Linked DNA regions of Gossypium hirsutum: region 2 is linked to region 1. A link is a contact called in public Hi-C data. All regions are on one chromosome and are shown on one strand. The core of a region is the stretch at or near the end of the contact, and the rest is flanking DNA. Distances in the headings are between cores, read along the strand shown. Region 1 has its middle 14 kb from the start of LOC107923651. Region 2 holds the start of LOC107923953 (ETO1-like protein 1).

Evidence for each region. Hi-C and Micro-C count contacts between places; a contact is called where the count stands out from the background.
Region 2: a Hi-C map of leaf shows a contact between it and region 1, with 2.6 times the contacts expected there. The contact joins the promoter of LOC107923953 here to the enhancer-like site in region 1. A contact is called at or near these places in 16 of 34 Hi-C or Micro-C datasets (anther, callus, fibers and 4 more).

Annotation. Positions count from the first base shown.
Region 1 is chrA11:14,239,290-14,245,709 of Gossypium_hirsutum_v2.1, forward strand. No RefSeq gene overlaps it. Among protein-coding and RNA genes, the nearest start is that of LOC107923651, 14 kb to the left of the region's middle. Within about 2 kb of position 3,777, at least 2 of the 9 cell types and tissues checked have an H3K27ac peak or open chromatin away from gene starts, as enhancers often do. A contact at or near this core is called in hypocotyl and leaf, where this site is marked.
Region 2 is chrA11:14,373,545-14,379,964 of Gossypium_hirsutum_v2.1, forward strand. It overlaps LOC107923953 (ETO1-like protein 1), which reads left to right and starts at 3,923. Exons shown (of 5, transcript XM_016854173.2): 1 at 3,923-4,927; 2 at 5,029-6,420. The coding sequence starts at 4,797.

The DNA.
Region 1 (6,420 bases), core at 2,527-5,026:
CCGATGAGGGGACCTCGTACGTTGTAGATGATAGAGGGTTGGATAATGAGTCTAATGTGGATCCACCTCGAGAGCCCGGCTCCGATGGTGCAGAAGTTGCACTATTTTCTAAACTGGAGAATGATCCAACTGAACCTGAAGACGGTGAAGGGGGTTCAAATGAAGAATAAGAAGATTTGCGATTCACAACATACTCGCCTCCAACCTACATGCATAATGTCGATCTATCGGCAGATAATGTGTTGGAGTTTCTAGATTTACCACACAGAAGGCGTGACTGTACAAGTTCGTCGTTGGATTCGGGTGAATTGAAAGTTGTTAAAGAATTTTCCAGGAAGGATAATTTTCTTGGTGCATTGAAACAATATAGCATCATGAACAGGGTTAACTACCACGTGGTTAAATTCAAGTCTAAAAAGTTCAAGGCCAAGTGTACAGTGCAAGACGGTACTTGTTAATGGAAAATCATGGCTTCAGTTAGGAAAAAGACAGGGTTGTGGGAGATAAAGAAGTACAAAGGTTCACATACGTGTGTTGTCGGTACAGTATCACTAGGTGTTTAAGGTTTTTGAATAATACTATTATTACTTAATGTTGCATTATTTAACGTACTTCGTTGACAGATGTTTCACAAGATCATCTCAATATGGATTCAGATATGATAGTTGGCTTAATACTACTGATGGTAAAGGCAGATCCTAAGACTTCTGTGTCAATTTTAATTACTAATATTTGTAGCCAATTGAGGTACACGCCCTCTTACCGCAAGGACTAGATAGCTAAGCAAAAAGCATTGAAAAAGATGCATAGTGGATGGAACGCTTCATATAATGAAGTGTGAAAGTGGTGTCAGGTGCTGGAGAGGTACGTCTCAGGTTGCGTGATAGACCTTGAAATGGGCCTTGCGTACTACAACGACCACTTGCTCCGTGGATGCCAAGTGTTCAAACATCTATTCTGGAGCTTTAAGCAATGTTGGAACGCTTTTGTGTACTGCAAGCCATTGGTACAAATTGACAGTACCTTTATATATGGTAAATATATCCATCGGCTATTGCTAGCTGTGACACAAGATGGCGATGGGAGAATCCTTCCAATTGCGTTTGCAGTAACGCTAGGGGAGTTAGGTGACGACTAGAATTTCTTTCTTTTTAGGTTGAGGAGGCATGTCTGCCCCTAACCTGATATTTGCATTATATCGAATCGGGGCACTGGAATACTAGCCGCAATTGAGCGACATGAAAGCCTATGGGATCACATACATCATCGGTATTGTCTAAGGCACGTTGTATCTAATTCAGATAACATTAAATTTTATTTTATTTTTATATTTTTTAAATTTTAAAGAAATTTTTATTTTGGTTTCCCAATGCCGAAATCGGCACAATTACATACATAAAATTAGACCTATAATAAATTATTATTTTAATATTATTTCCGTAAAATTTCCAAATGTTTTAAACAAAAATTTTGTTTTCTAACAGTATATTCTATGTTCGATACAATTTTTGGTGGGCCCAACTTAAAGCTTATTTAGAGCAGCAGTGGCAGCACCTAATCTGTCTTTCCTCTACTATTATATATGTTCCGGCCTCTCCCATATAACGATATACAGTACACTCCCTCTAATTTCAATTCGGTCCTGATTCAAATCCCACTATAAATAATTAACATGAGCTTTTCTATCCTCTAAACTTAAGTCTATTCCTACAATTATCAAAGCTGCTAACGAAGGTTTAAATTTCAAGATTTATAATTATATGCCACCAACCTCATTCATTATATATTAGAAAATCCTTAATAATATTTACTAAAATTAGTCTTAATAATAATTTATGTCAGTATCTCTGCTGCAGGTAGACATAGAAATTGCTGATCCAGTCCCAAACAAATTGTCCCATCTACTTTGTTGACAGTGCTGGCAAAAACAAAGTTGCATTTGTCTTCCTGCCAATCTGCATGCTTCATGCACAGTTTCTTTACTCGGGGGAGTTTCCCCTACATCGTCAGGTTTTTTTTTCTTTTCTTTTGGTATACAAGAAAACCCTCCAATAATAATAAAATTAGAGTCACAAATCCGGTTAATATTACTTGTTAAAATAATTATTTATGAACTAATTAGACTATATCCTGAATTCAAAAACCATCCACTTTAGTTTGTGATATTTATACAATTGTTTATGCATTTCTGTTTACGCAAGTATTAAAGAAGGTTAAAAATACAGAATCATGAAAAAGTGAAGATTAACAATCCATTAAGAATATAAATAGAGATTTTTGAGTATTTTACGGAGAGAAAGTACGTTAACGAAGCGAAAAACAAATTGCAAGCACATATTGAATCAAACCAAAAGGTGCGTGCGTAAACATCCACATCCTACTAGTAATGCACAAGACAGCAGTGATGCGAATGCCAGTAGTGGTAATATCAATGTGTTGCTGTAGCTGCAAATAATCATAGTGGGAAACTTAGCCTTCTGGGAGGCGTGATATAAAATAGCACCGGCCACCATTTGTGGTTGGATTTTCTCTGCTGGGTGCTGCAGAGAAAATGAGTGGTGCTCATATCAATGTCTAAAATGTGAAATGATTGGGTCATTCAAAGAGAGTGACACCCGAAAAACTGAAAATGCAAAAGTCGAGTAAAGAATATATTCATGGTTCAATTCTGTCATCATCGCTGAGTTGACCTAATTAGTGTTGGTCCCAGATATAAATCAAAACTATGATTACATGGTTTATGGTTAGAAACAACAACAGTTTTAAATGAAAATTTCAATCTGTTTCTGATGACAATGCAAAGGGTTCTTACATTCTTTACCTCATTAAAAAAAAAAGAAAAAGAAAACAAAAGCTTATAATTAAGATCTCAGCCCACTGGCCAAAATGGTGTCTGAAAGCATAGGTTGAAATTGTCCTTTTTGATCCTCTACAGGTTTTATCCTCAAGCGCGCCTTTAATTTACGTGTAGTAATGAGTTTGAATCAGCTTTAAAGACATATTTAAGAGTGGTAAAACTTTGAAGGTGCCCAAAAAGATAATTACGACACATGTCAAACCCAATAGACTGGGTAGGGTCGAGCTACGTACTGCATTTGGATTCGACTAACCATCTGTTTACAGTAATGAGTGAAGGGATTAGCCGTAAGCAAAATGAAATTATTTGTTGCCATTTATCCTTCACTTTCAATTCTGAACAACTGTCCTAAACAAACATTCTGGAACGTCTAAATGGATTATCAGCTTCTTTCTTCAGTTTCTTGGTTTTTACTAATTGGATAAGCATATCCTAATTATTTTGGCAAGTGATAATCATTGAGGCATCTGGTTAGTTTTTCTGATAGCTTTGAAAGCTGAGATTCATCCCCTCAAACCACAAGCTTTATCCATACATTATTTGGCTAACAAATATTGGCACTACACACAAATCATAATACCTTTGACTTGGCAAGAATTTTAGTAGCTTCCAATAAGAACAGGACAGTAAAGTTTCAATAAAAAGTGAGGTGATCATCTATGCCCACGGATCATGATCATGAATAAAGAAGGGAATGATCTTAAAAGAAATAATAAAAGAATGTACATAACTGTAGCTGAAAAATCGAATTTGGAAACACTAAGATGGAAAGAAACAACCACTTGTTTGCTGATATATACAGCCATCTCATTACACATGTTCATGTTTCCTCTTTTTCTCATCACACACAGTGTGTTAGCTAGCCCACATGTCCATACCACTTCAAACTTTTTCCTTGACTGCTACATAGGTGCTTAATTTCTTGTCCACCTCTGAATAAAAACCAACTTTTTTTTCCATATTGGACTCCTCTCTAGGTCTCTCCATTGTAAACCCTTTGTCCTTTTACAGGTGACCACCCACGTTCATGAATATGTAAATACGCACCACGGAGACAATATATGGATAAGAATATTCCTGTGGTCCAAACTAGAAAATGGTATAGGATCTTGTATTCTCTCTAAAGAAAGAAGAACCCATTCCACTAACATGCGTTGCCTACTTTATAAGCAGCTTTAATCGTTGTGCGATCTAGAAATGAATCGTTTTGACCCTACCTCCTCAAACTATGGTTATCACTAGTCAATATTGAGCATTTATGGGATGGTTAAGTTATATCTGTCTAGTTTAAGTGCAAGCCCGACTGGTTGAGCTACCATGGATACTGCACCTTCAAATTGGGAATTGGCAAATGGGGCAGCCCTGGCTCTTCATGGAACATGATAATGTTGTCTGGCGACATATTCGGGCAATTGGAAACAAACAAAAAAACAAGATGAACCCAACACGAGTTTGCAACTTGTCTTGTTCCTTAAGTCAACGGAATAATATTTTCTGTTATATGCAGAGGCCTATCTATAATAGGTTTTGGAACAAAATTCCTTGTTAGAAGGCATCACAGTTTTAACAGATCTGTCACGATTGTACACATTTTTGTACTGCGCAAACCGCAGCCAAAAACATTTTTTATTAATGAAATACTTGGTAAGATTTTCTTCAGTTTTTGATGAATTCTTCTCACGGCATCTGAGGCCAAAGCTGCATGGAGGATCAATACAGTAGATGTTGACATAAAGAGTATGCCAATTCCTAGTTTAATGAACCTCCTTTTCAAGATTCCTGTGTGTGGTGAAATCTGCTTTGAGTTGTCCCACGCTTTTCTTCTAGTCAACTTCCTTTATTTTAATTTGATAACCTTTTCTTTTCGTAAGTATCACTATTGATCTGTCTTTCTCGTATAGTAAGTAGAGTAGCAACTTGAGAGAGATAAGCAAGGAGAGGGATTAATCTAAGCTCACAAACATTCGTAAAATGGAACTTAATATATAGTTAAAGCAACCAAACATTTAAAACTAGATTATGATACCCTTAAATTATATAAAAATTTATTAAAATTAACATAAATATTAAATATTATTTTAATTGAAACAATAAAATATGGGAGTAACTTACAATTATATAAAAACTGAGGTTGTTTTTAGGCACTAATAAAATTTTGTCACATCATCAAATCTTAAAAGACATGAAATTATTGTTATACACTCATCCATAGAAAAATTATTTTATGGAACCTTCCCACCATATTATTTATTGTCTATTTTCAATTATTTAATGACATTTCAATAAATTTTTTTATATCATTGACATATAATTTTAATAATCTTTTTATTATTATTATTTTAAACTTCAAACTCGTAACCTCAAACCTTTGAACAATGAACCTAAACTAGTAACTTGTAACTCCAAACTCTTGAACTCGAACCATGAACCCTGAAACCTAAACCTTAAATTCCAAGCCCAAACCTTTAACCTCAAGGTTCGAGTTCAAGATTTGGAGTTCAGGGTAAAATAATTACCAAAATTATGTGTCATTGACATGGAAAAAACTGCACAAAATTACTATTTTTTAAAAAAATATTGGTTGCACAAAAATAAAAAATTATTAACTTATAGAAAAAAAAAAACAAAATGATTGAAACTTGTAAAAGAAGAAAAGATGTTTGTTTATAATTTAAAAATTAATTATTTTAAATAATTTAATTAAAGTTAATTTAAATGGGAGAAGATATTAAATATAGATGAGTGTATAAAAATACTTTATTATCTTTAAAATTTAATAACGTGACACTATTTTATTAGTACCTAAAAACTACACTTTTTAAAATCATCTTAATATAATTTATTTCCTAAAAAAATAAATCAATCAAAATTTTATACATCTATTTAATAGAAAAAAAGAAAAAAAGAGAGTCAAAACTCATCCTTCTTTAATTTCATTTCATTTTAAAAATTAGAAGGAAAAGTCCCTTCATTTGAAATTAGAAATTAAGAAAGGCCCACCAAAAAAATACGAAGGGTATACATTTATTTTTTTGCAATTTTTGTAACACGTACAATTTTCTATATTTATCAAAATATAAATATATATAAATTTTCTTAAAATAATATTTATTACATTGTAAAATAAATAAGTTTATGAAAAAATTACAATTGAGTAGGAATCCGGTTAATAGGTAACATCAATTCAATTAAAAACATTATATAGTTTATAAATATACTCTCAATTACAAACAAACAGTTAGAAGAAGTGGAAGTGGATACATTTCCTAAACATTTGGAGGCCAAGTTCAAATCATGAAGTTATTATTGTAGAGAAGGTTTTACTTAAATATCGTCTTTGCTGGATTAAATTAAGTATCAAATTTAAGGTATAAAATTTGTTTGGTATATTTCTTAAAATTAAGTATAATAAATGTAATTTTTTAAACCTTAGTAAGTTATTTAAGGATTAAAGTTAAAAGAAATAAAAAAAAAGAATTAAAAATTTGATATATTAAGTGATAAGTAGCTAGTTATCTACTTATTATTTTCAACATTTTTTCATTAAAAAAATTCTATCAATT
Region 2 (6,420 bases), core at 2,673-5,172, 130 kb after region 1:
TTTTGAGGATGTTACAGGTATGATAACTGCCACGACTTTAGAATCTTGTCAATCAAAAAAATGATATTAGGAATCTCAATCCCTGTGGGATCAACATTGCTTCTCTATACTATTTTTTAGTTTAATTAGAGCATAAGAAATTTATATTTGGTGGCATTGATAGCCATCAATCTCCTAATAATAATCTAATTGGCTAAAATATGCCATAAGTCTATGTACCTTTTGTAAATTTAAAATTTAGTCTCTATACTTTTATTTTTAGAAAATTAGCTCTTTTACTTTTTAAATTTTAAAATTTAGATCCAACTATTAATATTGTTAAAATTATTTTACAAATCAGGTTCATTATAAAGTCATTCTTTAGTTATATAGCTAACAAGTATTTTTTTAAATGTCACATCAATAAATTTAACAAAAAAAATTAATAATGCCAATAGCTAAACTTAAATTTTAAAATCTGAAAATTAAAGAACTAAATTCCTAATAATAAATATACAAAGAATAAATTCTAAATTTAGAGAGTTATAGCATATTTCAAACTTATCAAATTTACGATTTAACGTGGTTAATCTCCAAAATGAAAAGAAAAAGAAATCCGTAACACGGCCAGGAGGCGACGACCCACCAGCAGACGCCGTGTAATGATCAAATAATTTGGGAGTGATGTCCCACCAATTCAGTCATTAAAGTCTACACCTCAAAGCTTAGCCACCGTCCATGAGTTGAACCATGCCTCATTTATTTTCATCATCTCCTCCTATCTTATTATGCATGCTTTTACTGCTCATTAAAACGACGAGCTGCAGCAGGTCAACTTAAGATTGGAGCTTTGTCTTGTCAATGGATTTGGTTTCAGATTTGATCACTTATGGGTTTGGGGTCATTTTCCCATTACTCTGCTCTATATTTGAGAATCAATATCATGATTATGTTCAAATTCAATTCTTTGAAGTAATTTTCTTTTTCTAGAATTAATAGTTTTAGACCACAATATTATTATATATTGTATAATAATATCATTTATTAGTATGTATAAGAATTTATTTAAATATAGAACATTCAAAATAAGTTTAACTCTAATTTTTATGCTTGAAAAATAGATCTTTTTATTCTTTTTATAATATTATTAATTGTCCAAAATAACCGAGTGAAGTTATTGGAATGAAAACCCAAATTGAGACGTAGGGTGGGTGGTGACGAGTAGCGAGTGGGTCAATCTGCCTGGCCGAAATGAGTTGGTTCCAGCATTTGTCAAACAGACATATCTCTGCTTTCACATGCTATTTTCTTCTCCCCGGATATTGGCGTTGGAGAACAAAGTATGTTTCTATTGCTGATTGGTTGGCCAATAGAAACTTGGTATTCGTCGAATAGACTTTGTGCATATAGGGGATCTTAGCAATTCTTTTAATAAATTATATTAATAACCATTCAATTATATTACGATTTTTTTTCCCAATTATAACTGTTACAAAATAGTTATCTGATTATTTAATTTTGTCATTTTTTATCACCAGTTAACTAATGACGGTAGCTTTAAAAAATGGGCATGATAACAACTTTAATCTTTAATATTTATAAATTATGTCATTTTAATATTGATTCTAAAAAAAAATTTAACTCTTGACAATTACAAATTCTATAAATTGGTCTCTTTTTTTTGTTGTTTTGCTTTTTATTTTTGTTATATTAAGGGTTAATCTTAAAAGAATGAAAAAAGATATAAATTATAATCTTAAATTTTTTGATGTTTTCATTTTTTGTCTATTTGCAGTCAAATTTAGCTAATAAATTTATTGATTTAGCTTTTTTAAGTGAAAGGAATACAAAGAAAAACAAATTTGTAAAAAAGACTAAATTGCACAATGTGTAAATATTAAGGTTAGATTTTTAGAATCAAAATTAAATTGACTCATTATACAAATTTAAATGTTAAAGTTGTTATTTTGTCAATTTTAAAAGCTTATACCATTCGTCATATGGTGACCAAAAAAAAACAAAATTAAATAATTGAGTGTTCATTTTATAACTTTTCATAATTGATGGTAAAAAAATTTTAATAATTAAATATAAAAAATAAATAATAATTAAATGACTACTAATATAATTTACCCTAATTTTTTTATGTAATTACCTTTTCCTTGATTAGTTGCTAGTTAATTAGTTTAGGGACTTCTCCTCTTAATTTAATATTTTTTACAATGAAAAATATATTATGCTATTTTTAATAAATTAAAAAACAATCGCTTAACTCTGCTAACCATTAATGCAATAGCAAATGACAAACCAATTACTTATAAATGAAATATAAATGTATATTATATAAAACAAAAACAAAAACAAAAAAAAACCCTAAAAATTTTCTATATAAAATAGAGCGAAAGAAGTACTGAATTTTTAAGTAATGATTAGCGCTATTAATTTAAAATAAGAAAAAGCAAAAAGAAAAGCTTTTGACTAAATGGCTTTTTGGGTTATTAGATATTATCCACGTGGGGCCCAAAATTTTAGTGGCTCTGTTCTGTCTGTCTCCCAAAATGAAATTTTCAAAACTAGTAATCAATTTGTTTTTCATTTTTAAATAATAAAAAAAAAGGAGTACTTAATCTCTGCTTACTATTCAGGCAAGAAAAAACAATCTCCGCTTTCCGTAATTCAAATCTTCAATCCACCAATAAATTGTGATTTGTTTAATCCATTGCCAACTTTGAGATGTCTTCTGGTTGAATTTTAAGCTCTAATCATAAGATCCAGCCTGATTTATATAATAAATAAATTGCAACGCATTTGGTATTTCGCCTAACACAATAATTATTTTTATTTAATCACACTTTAGTATAAATATTATTGTTAATACAAGAGAATATGAGTTCAAGAGTATTAAAATGTATTGTACTTCTATTTATGAATTAAAAAAATTATTAATAATTTTAGATATTTTATCAAAAAAATTAATATGATCGAAACCTCATAAAATTATTTTAAAAATAGTAGTTTTACCTCTTGTTTTCAATCATACTTTTTTAAAAATAAAATTATTTTGCTATGAAGCATTTCTAAAACCCTCTTTAAAATAATTAAAAATTTCTATTATTTTAAAAAAATAAAAATTATTTTTTATAAATTTATATTATTAAAAGAAAAAAATTTGGTATATTAGTAATAAAGTTTTTAGATTCTACAAACAAAGTGAGAGGTTGACAAGTAAAATATTTAAAAAACAATCGTGTGTAATTGTGGAATAAAGAAAATATAATATTAGTGTCCATTGTTTAATAAGTCTTCAATTTTAGAAGTTTTTGTTTGCTCTTGTAACACGTTTTTTAGTCTTGTTTGTGCATGTAATCTTAGCTTTACAAGTGATTTTAGGGATGATTTTGTTGTCGTCCTCTCTAGTTTGATAAATCCTCGATTTTTTTGTCGATTGTCGCTAACCACTTTGGACCATCCGGGGCTGATTTCCTTATCGTATTTAGTGTTTGCAATCACTCCAGATATGTCGTGCTTGTGGATGCTGAGGCTAAAGTTTTTGTTGTGTTGATGAAGCTTGTAATTCACCATCTATGACGAATGCTTGTTATTATTTTATTAAAATATATGGTTCCATTCATTCAATGAATTAATGAATTTAACTTTAAAAAATATTAACCCTTATTATAATATTTAATATTAAATAAATCTAATTTTTCCAAAAAAAACAAATCTAATTTTATTGAAAATTGATTTAAGATATTACTAAATGACATTTATTTTCTTTAAAAGTTCCATATTTTTCGGCTCAAAAACTTGTACTGAAATTATTTATTCTTTTTTTTTATTCTAAAATTATTTTATTCTAAAATTCATTTATTTTATCATAAAAATTGATGTACATGAGCCAACTATACAATAATCCTTTACTAAAATTATTTTAATCTGCCAGTCTCTCTCTGACCATCCCACTTTCTTTCCTTTCAATTTTTTTATTACAATTATTTAAGCGTAGTTATGTTTTTCTTTTCTTTTTTTGGGGGGTATTTTCTTCCAAGCTGTATTTCTGGTGTCCAATGTAAATGAGTGAGAAAAGAAAAAGAAAAAACAAGATATAACTTTCCCTTTTGCCAAACAAAAGAAACGTTACAAACAGCATAGGAAAGTGGAGGCAGTGGACACTCAGGAATTTCTATCTTTATTTTTCTTTTCTTTTTTGTTCCCTTTTGATTCAAACTTTGATCTCCCTCTGCCTCTGCCTTCTCCAAAGCCTCACCTCAGCTTTTCCTCGTCCAACTCTCTTCTATCTCTTTCTCACTCTCCATAACTAAGAGTGTGTTTCTCAAGGCATTTTGGCTTTATTTTGGGCTTGGTTTGCTTTGAGGTAAAGATCTTCGATTAATTGTTATTGGGTAATTGATTAAGTTTGGATGTGTCTTAACAACCTCGACTAGTTGATTTTTCTTTTACAGTGGACAGAATCAATTTCTCCTTTAATTTCTTGTGTGTAATTATAGACTGTACCGGTTTGTTTAATAGATGCTCCATACTGAAAATATAGTGAATGATTGTTTGTTTCTGGTGTTTTGTTGGCTTGTATTAAATGTCTTTAATAGAAGTTTTATTGCTTGGTGAGATGGGAGGGAAGGGTGTTTTAGCCCAGTAGTAGTAGTGTGATTATAAATAAGAAAGGGAACTGTTCTGGATTTTTTTTTCTTCAAAAATTTTCTTTGAGTGTGTTTTTTGAGTTTTGGAAAGAGAGAAGAGCAAGAAGACCCTATTTGGTTATTGTGGAGATCTGGGACTTGTTTAATCTGTTATGCCCAATGAGGACTTTCTTTCCCTCTGATTCATGTAAAGAGTCACAGCTTAATGCTATCAACCCTCAGTCTTGGCTCCAAGTTGAAAGAGGGAAGCTTTCAAAATTATCTTCTTCTCATACCAATTCTTCATCCATGTAAGTATTTGTTTTGATTTAATGAGTTTCTTCTAGTTTCCATTTATTTTTTATTTTTTTTTGGAAGTTGAATTGAGATTGTTTTCGTAAATTTGCTGTAGAGAATCATTTATCAAGGTTCCTGAGCCACCGATATTGCCCTTCTTTAAACCTATTGACTATGTAGAGGTTTTAGCTCAAATTCATGAAGAGATGGAGTCATGTTCTCCTCAAGAGAGGTCGACTCTTTATTTATTACAATTTCAGATCTTTAGGGGCCTTGGAGAAACCAAATTGATGCGAAGAAGCCTCCGCTCTGCTTGGCAGAGGGCTGGCACTGTCCATGAGAAGCTTGTTTTTGGGGCATGGTTAAGATATGAAAAGCAAGGAGAAGAACTTATTGCTGACTTGCTTGCGACTTGCAATAAGTGCGCACAAGAGTTTGGGCCAGTAGATGTTTCTCAGCTTCAAGTCGAGGTGAATGGCTGTTCGAAGGAGACTGTTGTGATGAAGGGGGACAAGAGCCTGGAAAATGTGAACTTTAAGATTGGTGATGAGATAATAGTTTGTGATAGGCAGAAGATTGCTTCTCTTTCGGCCCCATTTCATGCTATGCTTAATGGGTACTTCACTGAGTCGTCTTCTCAGGACATTGATTTATCTGAAAACAATATCTCCCCATTGGGTATGAGGACAATTGGTGAGTTCAGCATCACAGGCAGTTTGAGTGAAGTTCATCCTGATCTTTTATTGGAAATACTAGTTTTTTCAAATAAGTTCTGTTGCGAAAGACTCAAAGATGCTTGTGATAGGAAACTTGCATCTTTGGTTTGCACCAAAGATGATGCTGTGGAGTTTATGGAATACGCCATCGAACAGAATTCCCCTGTCCTGGCAGCATCATGTCTGCAAGTTTTCTTACACGAACTGCCTGATTGTTTGAATGATGAACGGGTGGTGGAAATATTTAGCCATGCAGATAGACAACAGAGATCAATCATGGTTGGACTGGCCTCATTTTCGCTGTATTGTTTGTTAAGTGAAGTAGCTATGAACCTTGATCCCCGATCTGATAAAACTGTTTGTTTCCTAGAACAATTGATTGAATCAGCTGAAACTGATAGAGAGAAATTGCTAGCTTTTCATCAGTTGGGATGTGTAAGGCTTCTGAGGAAAGAGTATGATGTAGCAGAAGGTCTTTTTGAGAAAGCTGTGAGTTTGGGTCATGTTTACTCCATTGCCGGTTTGGCTAGACTGGGTTACATTAAGGGTCATAAACTCTTTTCTTATGAGAAGCTCAGCTCTGTGATTTCTTCTGTTAACCCACTGGGGTGGATGTATCAGGAAAGGTCATTATACTGTGAAGGTGATAAAAGGTCAGAAGACCTTGAGAAAGCAACCGAACTTGACCCAACTCTCACATACCCCTACATGTATCGGGCTGCTTCCCTAATGATGAAACAGAATGTTCAAGCTGCTCTTGCTGAGATCAATCGTGTTCTTGGGTTTAAACT